Linked DNA regions of Mus musculus: region 2 is linked to region 1. A link is a contact called in public Micro-C data. All regions are on one chromosome and are shown on one strand. The core of a region is the stretch at or near the end of the contact, and the rest is flanking DNA. Distances in the headings are between cores, read along the strand shown. Region 1 overlaps Aox2 (aldehyde oxidase 2). Region 2 overlaps Aox2 (aldehyde oxidase 2).

What was found. Hi-C and Micro-C count contacts between places; a contact is called where the count stands out from the background.
Region 2: a contact with region 1 is called in a Micro-C map of granulosa cells, with 2.1 times the contacts expected there. The contact joins two enhancer-like sites. A contact is called at or near these places in 1 of 15 datasets of contacts at CTCF or cohesin (the NIH/3T3 cell line), 18 of 484 Hi-C or Micro-C datasets (the C2C12 cell line, ECoMG myeloid progenitors, the G1E-ER4 cell line and 13 more) and 3 of 115 datasets of contacts at active chromatin or transcription factors (bone marrow-derived dendritic cells, embryonic stem cells and pancreatic cancer cells).

The regions. Positions count from the first base shown.
Region 1 is chr1:58,295,159-58,297,858 of GRCm38.p6, forward strand. It overlaps Aox2 (aldehyde oxidase 2), which reads left to right. Exons shown (of 36, transcript NM_001008419.2): 10 at 705-797. All of the region lies in intron 2 of Gm15759 (a long non-coding RNA gene), which reads right to left. Among named protein-coding and RNA genes, the nearest start is that of Aox2, 18 kb to the left of the region's middle. Within about 2 kb of position 1,368, at least 24 of the 459 cell types and tissues checked have an H3K27ac peak or open chromatin away from gene starts, as enhancers often do. A contact at or near this core is called in granulosa cells, where this site is marked.
Region 2 is chr1:58,374,498-58,377,197 of GRCm38.p6, forward strand. It overlaps Aox2 (aldehyde oxidase 2), which reads left to right. Exons shown (of 36, transcript NM_001008419.2): 35 at 1,765-1,839. The coding sequence ends at 1,818. All of the region lies in intron 2 of Gm39644 (a long non-coding RNA gene), which reads right to left. Among named protein-coding and RNA genes, the nearest start is that of Gm39644, 17 kb to the right of the region's middle. Within about 2 kb of position 1,409, at least 15 of the 459 cell types and tissues checked have an H3K27ac peak or open chromatin away from gene starts, as enhancers often do. A contact at or near this core is called in granulosa cells, where this site is marked.

The DNA.
Region 1 (2,700 bases), core at 118-2,617:
TGCCCCTCCAGTCTGTTAAAATAGCTCCAGCTATTTCCAGGGCCCCCAGGTTTTATAAATGTCTTTTTATTTCCATGCTGTGGATCAAACCTAGAGCCTCACACATGATCAGCAGGTGCTTGACACCGAGTCATATGAACATTCTCTATTTTGGTTTGGTTTGGTTTTTTGGGGTGTTTTGTGTGTGTGTGTGTGTTTTGTTTTTGTTTGTTGTTTTGGTTTGGTCTTTTGTTGTTTGTTGTTGTTGTTGTTTTGCTTATTTTGAGGCAGTCAAAAAAGTGTTGTCACTTTGACCAGCCTGGAACTCACTATGCAGGCCAGTCTGGTCTTGAACTCACAGAGTTCAAATTCAGCTGGCTCTGCCCCTGAGTGCCGAGATCAAAGGCATGCACCACTACTCTCAGCCACAAACATTCTTAGAAGTATTTCCAGGTTCTTTGGCCAAGCACTGGCCAGTCTTATGTGTAAGGGAGTTTGAGGAGCCTCTCACGGTTTTATTTCCTATTGGTCTACATAGCAGGAGTACAAGTCAGGGAATGCATACATTGGGCAGAGGAGTATATATATATGGTCATTGCTTTCACTTCCATACATATTTATTATCAAAGTTTAAGCTTTGTGTCTGAATGTTTTTATGAGAAATGTTCAATGTAAAAGAAAGGGCATTTTTTTCTCTCTCTCTAAAATGTATTTTTTTCCTTCAGGACCAGCCATGAAGTCTCAAGGACACTTTTACCCTGTCCTCCTGTCTCCTGCTAGAATTCCTGATCTAAGAATGGTGACTAAAACCAGTGGAGGTAAGTTCCAGCCCTGCTAGGAAGTAGTGAATGGCTAACCTCGGCAGATCACCCTCAGGTACCTATCTTATTAGCTCCGGCCCATACTGCATTCTTTTTCTGAAGTGAAAGTGTGTCTCCTCTGCAAACCTCATGGCCAAAGTCAAGGTTGTAGCCAGAGACCCTCCATACTCTTTGGCCAAGCACTGGCCAGTCTTCCCGCTTTCTGACTTTTCTCTGATACCAAGTATCAGTAAAGTCAGTAATGAAAATAGGTTGTTCCATAGGAAAGGGTCACTTTTCCTCAGCCCTCCTGTCTCTGGGGCCCTTATATGAGGCACAATTCAAAATCCTCAACATAGCTTAATCTTTCCCCTATAGATGAAGAACCTGCGGTGCAAAAAGAAAATGTGCTCGCCCAAGGGCATCAGGTTACAAGGTCACCAGCTCACAGTTCAGAAGCCCCACTGCCTTTTCACATTAACTGCCCAGCTTGGTCCCTCCGCCAAAGGAAGCCAGCCAGGCTCTGAAGTCTGTGCAACTTGTGGCCAATGACTCGCTTAAAGCTAAGGCGTGAGCACCCTCTAGTGGTCCTCAGGAAACTTCCTGTGGCCAGCAGTGTGAGCACCACTGGGGTGTCTGGAACCAGCTGTGCTCACGGCAGCACCCTCAGGAGTCATATATCTCTACAACAGTCCCACCTTTGATGTAAAGGTCTCTTTAAACTACACGTTCATTCATATATCCACAGTTGGCTCAGCCTAATTTTCTTTTAAAGGCATTAATATGAAGTGTCCCAAAGTCACTGCTGATGGGCCCATGAGGCATAGAGTCAAAGTTTAAAACCATATAGAAACACTGAGGAGGTAATGTGAACAATGGAAGCACCACAACAAAGGCCCAGATGGCCTGTCTGGCCTCGGTCAGAGTATGAACTCCCGTGAGGACAGAGCTATATAGAACAGGGAGCTGGCATTTTGGAGCCCCGCTAGAGGGTTGAGCTGCATGGGGTTGTTTTGTTGTTGTTGTTGTTGTTGCTGCTGCTGCTGCTGCTGCTGCTGCTGTCTGTGTCAAAACCAGAAGCAGGATCAGGGTATGGTGGCTCCTGCCCTCATGCCTGGAATCCCAACAACGTGGAAGGATGGAGAGGGAGGATCAGAATTCAAGGTCAGCCTTGGCAACAAGAGACTGACTGTCTCAAAAACAGAAAGCAACAAAAAGCCAAAAGAGGCAGTGATGATCCACTCTGGTCTCTGTATTTCTGGCTTAAATAACAGCAGTAAGATGTTTATACGATGTTGTGTCTGGTTTGTTTTTCCCTAAAGAGAGCCAGGGTCTTCTCGGGACAATGAATCATTTGACAGAGAACAAGGTTAGCTCTACTGGGCTCCTGCAGAGATACAGCAGGCATTTAGGGTTTGAGTATTTGTTGTTGGTTTTTTTTATTATTATTTCATGTGCATTGATGTTTTGCTGCGTATATGCCTGTGTGAGGGTACAAGATCCCCTGGAATTGGAGGTACAGACAGTTGTGAGCTACCACGTGGTTGCTGAAAATTCAACCCAGATTCTCTGGTAGAGCAGCCACTGCTCTTAACCACTGACATCTCTCCAGCCCTTGGGTTTGAGTTTTAGTTTGCGGTTGGGAAGATTATTTGGCTTGGTTTGGTTGGTTTGGTTTGGTTTGGTTTGGTTTGGTTTGGTTTGGTTTGGTTTGGTTTGGTTTTAGAAGCACAGTTTCCTTAGGTAGCCCAGGCTGGCCTCAAAATCACCCTGTCTCAACTTCCCAAGTGCTGGGGTTACAGACATGTGCCACTCCGTCTGGTTAAGGCCAGAGGTTTTACAGAAGTGAACAGTAGATTCTAATAGAACCACTGGGATAAGGAATCAACAGGCCATAGGTAGGGGTTCTGAGGTGAGACCA
Region 2 (2,700 bases), core at 159-2,658, 79 kb after region 1:
GTGGGGCAGAGGCAAGAGAATTGCTAATCTTGTTATGGTTATTTCTCTGAGAACAGCTAATATTGTTTTGGCAGCTTGTAGGCTCAGTCATTTTGACCCCTAAACTTTGTTTTTACATTTGTTTAGTCAGCCAGTTTTCTTATCTGGCTCTGCACTTGGCCTGCTACAGTTTGGGAAGTCCTTCGAAAAGAAGGGGGAAGGTACTGGGTGGTCTTGAATTCATTTTGGATGTTACAGAACCACACACTCTCCCTCTGAGCTACATTCCCATATGAATATATATATTTTATGTGAATATAAAAAATTCTTGTGGAAATCTTTATATCTTTCCATTATTGGGATAAAATTCCATCTTTTAGCCCCTTTGTAGGGCTGGGGATGTAGCTCAGCCCCTTTGTAGGGCTGGGGATGTAGCTCAGCCCCTTTGTAGGGCTGGGGATGTAGCTCTGCCCCTTTGTAGGGCTGGGGATGTAGCTCAGCCCCTTTGTAGGGCTGGGGATGTAGCTCAGCCCCTTTGTAGGGCTGGGGATGTAGCTCAGCCCCTTTGTAGGGCTGGGGATGTAGCTCAGCCCCTTTGTAGGGATGGGGATGTAGCTCTGCCCCTTTGTAGGGCTGGGGATGTAGCTCAGCCCCTTTGTAGGGATGGGGATGTAGCTCGGAGCTGTAGTGAATGCTTAGGCTGCATAAGGTCGTAGTCTCAAAAAAATGAAAATAATTTAAAATGGACATAAAAGTCAACCCTTCAAATGAAAACAGGAGCACAGCAGAGGTAATGGATGTGTTTGTGGCTATCTTAGCTGGGGTTTCTATTCCTGTACAAACATCATGACGGAGGAGTAAGTTGGGAAGGAAAGGGATTATTCAGCTTATACTTACACATTGCTGTTCATCACCAAAGGAAGTCAGGACTGAAACTCAAGCAGGTCAGGAAGTAGGAACTGATGCAGAGGCTATGGAGGGATGTTACTTACTGGCTTAATGCCCTGGCTTGCTCAGCTTGCTTTCTTATAGAGCCCAGGACTACCAGCCCAGGGATGGCACCACCCACAATGGGCCCTCCCTCCCCCCTTGCTCATGAATTGAGAAAATGCCTTACAGCTGGATCTCATGGAGGCATTTCCTTAAGGGAGGCTCCTTTCTCTGTGAGAACTCCAATTTATGTCAAGTTGACACACAAAATCAGCCAGTAAGTACAGTGTCCCTGAGGACAAAGCTAAAAGGACAAATTCTCAGAAAAGATAGACATCTAGACCACGAGGAAGATAAAGGAATCAAATTCTGGAAGCTTGTAGCCCAGGATCGTACAGAGAGCTTGGGGTTTAACTAGCAGAAGCACACACCATGCATCTTTGGATAATGCTGCAGAGGTGGAAAAGAACATAAAACCCAGTCACTTTCTCTTGGCATGTGCTGATGAATGTTATCATTCAAGAAGAATGCCAAGGTCCAGTTCCCTAGGAACCAGAAAAAACCCTGCCTTCTATTCTGTGTAGTTTTGCAACCTTAAGACTTGATATGGCCAGGCATACTCCCAGCACTCGGAAGGCAGAGGAAGGTGGACCTTTCTCTATGGGTTTCAGGCCAGCCTGGTCTATAGAGGGAGTTCCAGGTCAATGATAGGTGTGCATGGAGACCCTGTTTGCTTGGTTTTTGTTTTTATTTTTTTAAGGTGATTTGATGTGATTTCTCTGGTCAAAACTGAAGCCAGATATGCATTCAGTACACATGTTAAGTTTTGGTCTTTTATTCCCTTTTTTTCTTTAGATCCCGAGAGATGACCCAAAAACGTTTAAACCTTGGTCTATACCTATAGCTTAAGCAGCTGTCATTTCCTAAGAGGTAAGATCATTAAATTACAATGACAATGGCTCCAAGAGAGGGAAAAAGAGTTTTCAAACCATGTTCCATGGAACCCTGGATTTATGCAAGCGTTCATTCAAATCGCTGTGCCTCAGCGCTAACAGGTTAATCTGCAGCACTAAAATGTCACAGCTTTGAATGATGATGACGCCAGTCAGAAGATTATAGTCAACACTGAAGTTTTTATTTTAAATAAAATGAAAAATGAGAATGGAGTATATTAAGACATTTTAAACATTCTGTTCTCTGATTTGTGTGAGGTACTTACAACTTAAATGCAAAACTAAAGCCAAATCTGCTGATTTCTGCCTTTCTGGCTAGCTGGTGTTATCCAGAAGGGTGACCTATACTTGGGAGGTTCAGCCACTTCAATTTTGTGCTGTTGCCTTGATACAAAATTCAGAGCACTGAAGGTTTTGAAAAGTGACACTGGAATTCCCTGAATGAAATGTGTTGTCCACTTGGGAGGCAGAGGCAGGTGGATTTCTGAGTTCGAGGCCAGCCTGGTCTACAAAGTGAGTTCCAGGACAGTCAGGGCTACACAGAGAAACCCTGTCTCAAAAAAACAAAAAAGAAAAAAAAAAAGAAATGTGTTGCCATTGTGAAAAAAATTCATAATCTTGGGGCTAAGAAGAGCTCAATGGACAAGATGCTTGCTAAGCAGGGATAAAAATCTGGGTTCAAATCCCCAGCACACCTGTAAAAGTGGTGGCATCTATAATCAGCACCAGCGAGGCCAAAATAGAAAACTCTGGGTTCAGTGAGAGATCCTGTTGGAGGGAAATGAGGTAAAAGGACTGGAAAGAGCACTTACCATTCTTTTTTTGTTTTTGAGACAGG